Linked DNA regions of Bos taurus: regions 1 and 2 are each linked to region 3. The links are chromatin contacts, called in public Hi-C maps. All regions are on one chromosome and are shown on one strand. Each heading gives the region's core, a stretch centred on a gene start, on an enhancer-like site or on the middle of the called end of the contact. The rest is flanking DNA. Distances are from core to core; before and after follow the strand shown. Region 1 overlaps ADGRV1 (adhesion G protein-coupled receptor V1). Region 2 holds the start of ARRDC3 (arrestin domain containing 3). Region 3 overlaps ADGRV1 (adhesion G protein-coupled receptor V1).

Evidence for each region. Hi-C and Micro-C count contacts between places; a contact is called where the count stands out from the background.
Region 1: a contact with region 3 is called in a Hi-C map of liver, with 4 times the contacts expected there. The contact joins two enhancer-like sites. A contact is called at or near these places in 2 of 11 Hi-C or Micro-C datasets (liver and skeletal muscle).
Region 2: a Hi-C map of liver shows a contact between it and region 3, with 2.3 times the contacts expected there. The contact joins the promoter of ARRDC3 here to the enhancer-like site in region 3. A contact is called at or near these places in 5 of 11 Hi-C or Micro-C datasets (liver, skeletal muscle, skin fibroblasts and 1 more).

What each region holds. Positions count from the first base shown.
Region 1 is chr7:90,377,294-90,380,288 of ARS-UCD2.0, forward strand. The region is part of intron 83 of ADGRV1 (adhesion G protein-coupled receptor V1); the gene reads left to right. Among named protein-coding and RNA genes, the nearest start is that of MIR2464, 13 kb to the right of the region's middle. Within about 2 kb of position 1,343, at least 4 of the 102 cell types and tissues checked have an H3K27ac peak or open chromatin away from gene starts, as enhancers often do. A contact at or near this core is called in liver, where this site is marked.
Region 2 is chr7:90,852,363-90,855,649 of ARS-UCD2.0, forward strand. It overlaps ARRDC3 (arrestin domain containing 3), which reads right to left and starts at 1,258. Exons shown (of 8, transcript NM_001076257.2): 1 at 748-1,258. The coding sequence starts at 1,027.
Region 3 is chr7:90,598,779-90,601,700 of ARS-UCD2.0, forward strand. ADGRV1 (adhesion G protein-coupled receptor V1) reads left to right here. Exons shown (of 90, transcript XM_010807603.4): 87 at 1-36. Among named protein-coding and RNA genes, the nearest start is that of MIR2464, 210 kb to the left of the region's middle. Within about 2 kb of position 1,328, at least 6 of the 102 cell types and tissues checked have an H3K27ac peak or open chromatin away from gene starts, as enhancers often do. A contact at or near this core is called in liver, where this site is marked.

The DNA.
Region 1 (2,995 bases), core at 93-2,592, 220 kb before region 3:
ATATTGCCTTGGTAACTATCTTAGCTGTCTGATCTTGCCTTTGCTTCTTGTATTTAAGATCTTAGAAAACCCGCCTTCCATAATTAGCGTTTACTTGGCTGTATTCACCACCCACTCTGGTGATTTTTTGGCAGCAGAGTTTGTACAAGTCTTAATTATAGAACCATAGAATTACAGACAAGTCTTCAGTGTCCTAGCAGACAAATTTGCTCATGTCTAGGGATGTGAAAAAGAAGACTCAGGATTTATATCTTGGGATGTTGCCTTCTGATTCACATTGCACTTAACGTTAATTTTGGAGAAAGTGGTTAGTCAAATCCATGTTTTTCACCATATTTTTAGAAGAGATAAAACAGTGTGGCATGAAAACCCCACACTGTTTGACTTGTGACATGGAATAACTAAAAAATAATGTCCGTAGTTTATTTTTGGCAGGAGGATTGTTGATAGGTTTTTGATAGAAAGTTCTCTTTCCTCAAAATGTTTTACCCATCTACTTTGATTTTTAAATATACTCTCTAAAATAAAGAGAATAATTTTCTCCCTTAACACCTTTTAGCTAAGCCTTTGAAAATTCCTTAGATTCTCCAAAAATAGAAATGGAACTGACTGTAGGAACTTGGGCCTGCCTTTTCTTTTATGGATTTTAAAATCATGTTTATATCTGTAGTTATAGAATCTTGCCAGTTGCAGGGGGGTAGAGGGGTCCAGGTCCTTTCTTAGATCTCTCATTTGGATCTTCTGTCAACTTAAGGTTCATATTCTTGTAGAGAAGTCTTAATGGAGAAGGAAATGGCAACCCACTCCAGTGTTCTTGCCTGGAGAATCCCATGGACGGAGAAGCCTGGTAGGCTGCAGTCCATGGGGTCGCACAGAGTCGGACACGACTGAAGCGACTTAGCTGCAGCAGCAGCAGCAGAGAAGTCTTAAAAAAATACAGTTTGACCTGTGGTTCTTTGGCTAAAAGAATAAAATTTCTCTAGATGGCCTCAAGAGTTTGAGTTGTGAATCTTTTGCAGGCAGGTCTCCAAGACCGTTTGGTTTTAGTCTTTACTTCTGGCCTAAGTTGAATGACTTTTGTGCGAAAGGGCAGAATGGAAATGTCATGGCCTCTGACTTCCTCTCAGGACAGTGTGTCAGTGAGGGAGTCAGTCAGCAGGAGGAGAATGTGAGTCTGTCTCTGCTTCTAGAAATATCAGATCTAGAAATATATATTGTATCTAATAGTTTTGCTTTACAAGGCAAAAGATTCTGCTTTAACCTGGAATTTATGCCATTCAAGCATCTTTGAGAACCACTGACTATAAATTACCAGCAGGTGGCAGTAGACGATTTTTCTTTTCCTCCCAAAACTGGTTTTTGGTCTCTAGCAAAGATGGAATTTGAATCTGCCTGCCAGCGTAGGAGATTCAGAAGATGTGAGTTTGATCCCTGGGTCTGGAAGATCTCCTTGGAGTAGGAAATGGCAACCCAGTCTGATATTCTTGACTAGAAAATTCCATGGACAGAGGAGCCTGGTGGGTTACCTACAGTCCGTGGGGTCACAAGGAGTCGGACATGACCGAGCATACCTAACTGAACTGAAAGATGGAGTTCAGTAGAAAACTTGAGATTTTTTTTCTCAGCACTTCTTTCACTGGGCTAAAGAGTATTCTACTGCAGCTTAGAAAATAGGCATTTGTAATTTTCTAGCTCTCATCTTTTATCTCCTTTGTTCAGAATTGAGCTAATGAGTCTGAAAGGTACTGTGACAAAGCTTATGCATCACTAACTTGGACTTCCCTGGCCTCCTTGGTGGCTCAGACGGTAAAGAATCTGCCTGCAGCCCAGGAGACTTGGGTTTGATCCCTGGGTCAGGAAGATCCCCTGGAGAAGGTCTTGGCAACCCACTCCAGTATTCTTGCCTGGAGAATCCCATGGCGAAGGGGCCTGGCAGGCTACAGTCCATGGGGTCACACAAAGTCGGACATGACTGAGCAACCAATACTTTCTTCTCTACTTACTTTTCAGTAAGTAGACTATATCTTTCTATCACTTACCATTTATAGTTAAATTCAGGGGCATAACATTATTTTCGTTATATTTATGTTGTTATAAGCTTTGAGAAGTGAGTTGCTACAGGAAACTGTTTATTGAAGTGTCAGGGAAGCTTTGAGATCCAGTCTGAGTTTTCCTTATTGTTTACTTTTAAAGTATGTGCTTTTCCTTCAGTGCCGAGTTAATGTTTCTCGTTCATCTGAAAGAAGGACGAGAAATCGTGAGACCATTATCTTCAAGCTTGAAGGAGAAGAGAGCAAACACATTTTCATGGCACTGGGTGCTATTTCTCGGAAAAACATCTAATTATATCTTTGAAATTTTTATCTTAGAATCACATTGCCAACCCACGTGTGCCCTGATAAGGCTGGTAAACAGCTAGGACAAAGGACAGGTTTGCAGTTCAGGGTTCTCAGTTCTGGGGGTTCTGTCAGGAAAAGCAGTTCTCCAAATCTAAAAAAAGAACAGAAGTTTCCTCATAGAAAACATGCGATAAGATAGAACTGCATTTACTGTGATTAATAAACTTAACTGGGGCAAAATGTTTGAGTTTTTTCCCCCCCCTGATTATTTGTTTTTGTTTGTTTGCATGGCCTAAGCATGGGAGTTTCCCAAGTGGCGTGGTGGTAAAGAATCTGCCTGCCAATGCAAGAGACGTGGGTTCGATCTCTGGATCAGGAAGATCCTCTGGAGTAGGAAATGGCAACCCAGTTCAATATTCTTGCCTGGAAATTTCCATGGACAGAGGACTGTGTCAGGCTACAGTCCAGGGAGTCGCAAAGAATCGGATGCAACTGAGTACGCATGTGCACACACACACACACACACACACAGCTTAAGCACATTTTTCTGAAGCTGAAAAGCTAATTAGTCTAGAAAAAAATGTGTATAAAAATACTCTCTGAATTCAGATGATGCCACATATCTGAAAATTTGATTTGAATTATTGGTAGCCGCT
Region 2 (3,287 bases), core at 8-2,507, 250 kb after region 3:
CAGGGGTTTCATTGAATCCACGTTCCAAAGTTCGGCATGATGCTCGGAAAAGAAAATTTCTGACCCTAAATGGCTTCTAAAACTGATTTTTAACACATCGTCATGATTGGTGCTGTCCTTTAAAACAGAGAACGCCTGATGTAAATTTCTGAAGGAATTGGAAAGAATAGGGAAAAAACACGTGGGGTGTTGATACCATATGTCAAAATAAGCCACAGAAACCCTTTATCAAAGAACTACGGTCAATTCTCTAAAAGTCTTTTGCGTGTCAATATTAAAAAATGAAATACACCTATTAACCCACTTTAAAGTGTTATTCATTGAAGCTTAGTTTTTAAGATGTCAGGTTGCAGCGTATAAGGGAAAAATCTAATATTGGACTGCAGCCTTTAGCAATTCATTTGAAAATATAAAAGTAAAATTACTGAATCGGTTTTAAGCATAATTTATATGTAAGGTTGAAATGGATTCCAAATGCGTATGGCACAAACCAAGCCGGGTATAGAGGTAGTTGAATAAGTGCAGTTTGCAGTCACTTTGCAGATGCCTGCATGCGTTACGGCTTAACACACGATGAATGTCAAGGAGAATCCAAATCTTCTAACTTTGCTAACCTTTATCAAACTGCTATATGTTATGCTAGGAGCAGGATTACATTAACTCAGAAAAATTGAAAAGGTACTTTGCAAAGAAAGGTCTAATAATTTCTTACCAATGTTAAAAAAAAAAAAACAAAAAACAACTTACCTCTTTCGTGTCCAATTAAGATGTCTTTATGGTTGAAATATTCTACTTCTTCAGTGTAATTCTGTGTGTAGGCAGTATTGGAGCCGGCGTTTCTCGATTCGGTCCAGCGTACTTTCGCATGTCCTCTTGCATGAATTTTAAGAGATTTTACTCTGATTTCCCCCGTAACTTCTAAATTCACCCTTCCTGAGACTGTATCCCCACTAGAATACACAGGGACATTGCTGTCATTAAGACAGTCAAAGCTTATTGTCAAACTCTTTACCTTTCCCAGCACCATGTTTATAACAAAATCTATAAAAAATATAATGTAAGACAAAAAAGTCAAGATCACATATATGATGTGATCCTCACTTAACACTGATCGATGTCTTTGCCGTGCAAAAAGCTTGCAGGCAGATCAGCGCTTCTTTACAAATAGTTCATTGAGATTTCTTAAAAAGTCGGGGCAGCACAGAGGCTGCTGGCTGCTCCGCGCTTCTGCGAGTCTCAGTGGTCTCCTTACAAAGACGGGCGGCTGGAAGCTGCCAGCTCACTTTAAGAGGAGCTTTGTGAAAAACAACCCCGGTGCGCATGCGCACGCCGCGGCTGCTGTCGGCCCTCCCAGCGCGCCCCCTCCCGCGCCCGGCTCGCTCCCTGGCTCGTTTGCTCGCTCGCGGGTACAGTAGGTGAAAGCCACGGGAGGACGACACTGGGGCTGCCGGGAGGCTGAACCAGACTTCTCTGCATTGTGGCCTCCTATTGGTAGGCAGGCTACCGTAAACTCTCGATGTGCTAGCCGGAGTCCCTAATTGAGCACACTCTAGTAGAAAGATGATGGCCGAGGGGGCCACCGGGGAACAAGGTTTTGGGGGGGAGCTGTTTGCCAAGGCCAGTAAGGATAAAACTGCTGAGTGACCGGCCCGAAGCGTGCGTTCCCGGCCCTGCAGGGTTTTGCCCACTTGCCTGGATGGGAGGAGGAAAAAGTGATGTGTGTAGAGAGATGGGGGAAGGGGAGAAACCGGTTGGGCAAGGGCTGGTCGCTGAGCATAATCTTAACGAATTTCAAAAGAAAATGTAATAAAAACCAGAGAAGAGATAATGTTCAGTAGACAAGAGCATTCTTGGCTTGGGTTTTTTTTTTTTTTTAAGACCAGTGCCTTGTAGGCAGGGTGGAAATGACCCAGTCGAGACCTTAAGAGATTGCAATAAGGAGCAAGGAAAAGAAGCATCTATAATTTAATCATTATATTTTGCTTTCTCCTCCACTGCTTTCTCTTCCATCTCTTAATTCGATAGCAATGAAAAACAACCAAGATGTTTGCTTGATGACACCAGGGGAAAAAAGGTTTGACCACTTCCTTGAAGGAAGAAGCCATCCTTTTTTTGAGACACCACCTACAGCTAGATTTGCAGGGTATGACATGATTGTAACTCCTGTGTCCAGAGGGTTAAGAATAGGATTTGGCCTAAAAATGTACCACCTTATAAAAGCAGCATGACATAGTGTTTTAGCTGACATAATGTTTACAGCAGCATTGAAAAATCATTGTTAGAAGTTAGTGAAGCCCAGAGGATGGTTTTTAAAAAAGAATGATTTGTTATATAACTAGGACTTAATTCTGTGAAGGTTTAATTTTGATTTTCAGCTTTGGACAGTTCAACATAATAATTCACATAATACATCTATCTTAAGGACAAGTACATTTGTCTCTTTATTGAGAATGTTTTGCTAACAAATTGGAGTGCTTTCCTGTATCACACTGGGAAGCAAGGCTTAACAGCATAAAATCATCTAGATTGTATGGAATCAATGAAATTACCTGTAAGAGAGAAATGGGGAGAAAAGAATATGAATCTCAAATTATGTATACATAACCAAATATTCTTTGGAAGATTTTCGACTGTGTGTAAACTGCTTTACATTATTTTGTGCAGTGTATTCAGATAGGATGAAGTTCTAAATCATGACCCATTGAGCTCATTGGTCTTGCTGTTTTTTTTTTTTAAATCCAGAAACTAAGTATTATTTGTTGCCTTTAGTTGAAAGGCAGTATTTTGGAGTCAAGAGCATTATATAAATTGCTTACATGGAATATAAATATGCAAACTATTTTGACAGTTAATGGGCTGGACATTTATCTCTGATGGAGCTTAGATGGTTTTGCTTAAAACTGTGAATTGGTGTATTTCAGTGGTGGTGAGTGGGAATAGTCTTTTTTCCCTCTTGGATGACACCTGGTGGCTTTTCTAGCTGTTCAAATACTTGGGATCTTGTACTGCCCTTGATAACTGGTGCTATTTGGGTTTTTCTTGCCACCTAGTGGTGAAAGTGGTGAATTTGTGTTAGCTTAGCAGTAAGGTCAAACTATATATCTAGTGTTCAGGTGACTTTGGGCATGGATTTAAAAGTGACGTTTATGGTGAGGCCTTTACTACCAAAGTTATTTTAAATTATTAAGGGCCAGTGAGCAATGGTTGAATTCTTCAGAATTTTTTAGTAAAATTTCTCCTTTACTAAAACCTCTTTACTAAAATCTCTTTAGTAAGATGGAGTATAA
Region 3 (2,922 bases), core at 78-2,577:
ATGTTGGTTCTGTTCGTCATTTTCAACAGCCTGCAGGTAAGCCTCACGGTTGGGTTACAGCACACACGTGTCCTAGTGAACACAAGGCGTGGAGTTTCAACATCCAGGAATCAAGCATCCACACAGAAGTGAATTCATATGCACAAAACATCATGCAGAGTGTTAGATCAAAGTGGTAAAGATTGTGTTAAACTTTTTTAACACCTTAAATATGGCCGGGCTTCTAACTGGCTGCTGCTGCTAAGTCGCTTCAGTTGTATCTGACTCTGTGCGACCCCATAGACAGCAGCCCACCAGGCTCCCCCGTCCCTGGGATTCTCCAGGAAAGAACACTGGAGTGGGTTGCCATTGCCTTCTCCGTCTAACTTGCTGGTTATACAAATAGAAAGACATAAAATCTTTTTACCCTCCTTCATTTTGACAACACCTAAGTAACTACAAAAACATGTTTCTTTTTCAGCGGGATTGATGTTTATAAACTTTACAGATGGCAGCTATCTAGGGCACATGCATATATTTGGACTGGGTTTGTGTCTAAAAATTAGATCAGCTGAGAGTGAAATAACAATGATGGTCAAGCAGTTCCCTATTAAGTCTGATACTTGGTGTTTTGGTTCACTGAAAATGATTGACATCCTCCAAGTCTGGCAATGCCTAGCTTAAGTTAGCTTTGTGAACATGTTTGGATAGCATAACTAGGAATTATATAACTAACAAAAATTAAAACTGACTTTTTTGTGCTTTTGTTAAATGGAAAAAAAGTTGCACCCTGAAATTAGCAAATGGAACAAATGAACTCATTTTTTTTTCTTATTTTCCAAAGTAAAAAGATTTGCTTGTAGACTCAAGCAGTCTCTTGAATTTATCAAGGATTTCTCTAAACAGCCCTTGTTTGGATCACCATCTTATAAAAAAACCTCTGTAGAGAAAATATTAGGATTATAACACACAACTGAAGTATGACTCAAACCATATTTAAGTTTGCTTTTTCTGAGACAGGTTCATTAATGAGATCATATTTAACAAGGCGGTGCCTAATCAGATCAGAATATCAATTTAGGGAGGGGAAAAATACAAAGTAGCTTAAACATTTGGAATCAGGTTGATACAAGTTGACATACAGACATCTCTCAATAGAGTTATAATCGAGTACCCAGTACTGGCACAGTGATGCCAGTGCTGCCATTACGAGGACGAAGATGACAGCCCTGCTCCTCTAGGGTCTGATGATTCAGGGAGTAAGCAAACAATCAGCTGTAAGGGTATACTGTGGCAGGTGCCATGTAAACACAGTGTTATGAGAGCAGAGTGGAGGACTTGTTTGCTCCTGCCCGGGCTAGTGTTTGAGCTGAGCCCCAGAGATTAGCCACTCAGGTCAGAGGCCCTGTCTTGGTCACCTTTGAATCCCTGGGCCTAACAGAACTAATACCAAAGTCTACACTGACAGCCTACAGATGTGTTTTGTTTGGTGAACACACAGTGGTACACAGGACAGGGTTTAAAAAAAATTTTTTTTAATGTTTTCTCAATTTTAAAATTTCACATCAAAACCTGAATGTCTGGCTTTTCTTTAATGGCAGTCTTTGTATGGCAGCAATTTTCAAGTCCTGAGTAGACGTTGCCCTCTTTGGATGTTATACTCGAGATATCTCATTCATTTTACCCACTCTAGTTAGTGTCACCTTTGTGTGTCAGGCGCTTAATCATGTCCGACTCTATGCAACCCCTTGGACTGTAGCCCGTGAGGCCCCTCTGTCCATGGGATTCTCCAGGCAAGAATACTGGAGTGGGTTGCCATTTCTTCTCCAGGGGATGTTCCCAACCCAGGGATTGAACCTGGGTCTTCTGCATTGCAGGCGGATTCTTTACCATCTGAGCTATAGGGAAGTCCCATAAGTGACAAGGAGACATAGTTGGGTATTTCAGGCAGAGAGTACAGTATTAGACTAGGCTGCAGAATGGAAACGTGGTTAGTCTTGCCTACATGTAGGGAAGGAAGAAAGTTTATGCAGCTAGAAAAGTTGTGGTGGGAGAGGAGACAGAAGGCTGGGTTGTCTTAATTGCCATGTTTCCATGCTCAGAATGGGATGATAAACTTCAGCCTTTAGGTAAAGGGAAACTGTCAAAGTTGAGTTTTTTGTTTTTTAAATTTGGGGCATTTTTAAAAATTTGGGATAGGAATGACATGCTCATACCTACTCTTTAGAAGGATAGCTGGAAATGTTTAGGAGGGTGTTGAAAAGCAGAGCGCTCCAGGCAGGAAAGCTGTTGTCATATTCCAGCCTATACTGTTCGGGAGTGAGCCTGAGAATAGAGATAGGCGACAGACAGCTTTGAGAACATTATAGAGATAAACATTGATGCAATTTGGTTTCGACACTTAAATGTAGGAGTTGGGGGCTCCCCAGGTGGTGCCAATGATAAAGAACCCACCTGCCAACAGAGGAGACGTAAGAGACCCAAGTTCGATCCTTGGATCGGGGAGATTCTCTGGAGGAGGGCATGGCAACCCACTCCAGTATTCTTGCCTGGAGAATCCCATGGACAGAGGAGCCTGGCGGGCTGCAGTCCATAGGGTCACACAGAGTCAGACACGACTGAAGTGACTTAGCATGCACCAGGTGTTAGAGAGCCACGTCTCCTAGAGATCTTCACTCAGGTACATGGCTGGGCACTGACTCCTTTGGTCAACATGGAAATTACATCAGGAGAAAGTCCTGGGGAATATGCAGTGGAGTTGGTGAGATTTGGGAGACTTTGGTAAAACTAACCAATGTTTTAGTAAGCAGGCTAATGAAAGGGAATCAAGATACAGTGGTTTGGAACTTTTGGAAGAAAAGAAAGCTTCAAAAGAAGACCCCTAACTCTGTCCAGTTAGCAGAGAAGTGAAATAGGATAAGAAGAGGGCAGTGTGGTCCAGTG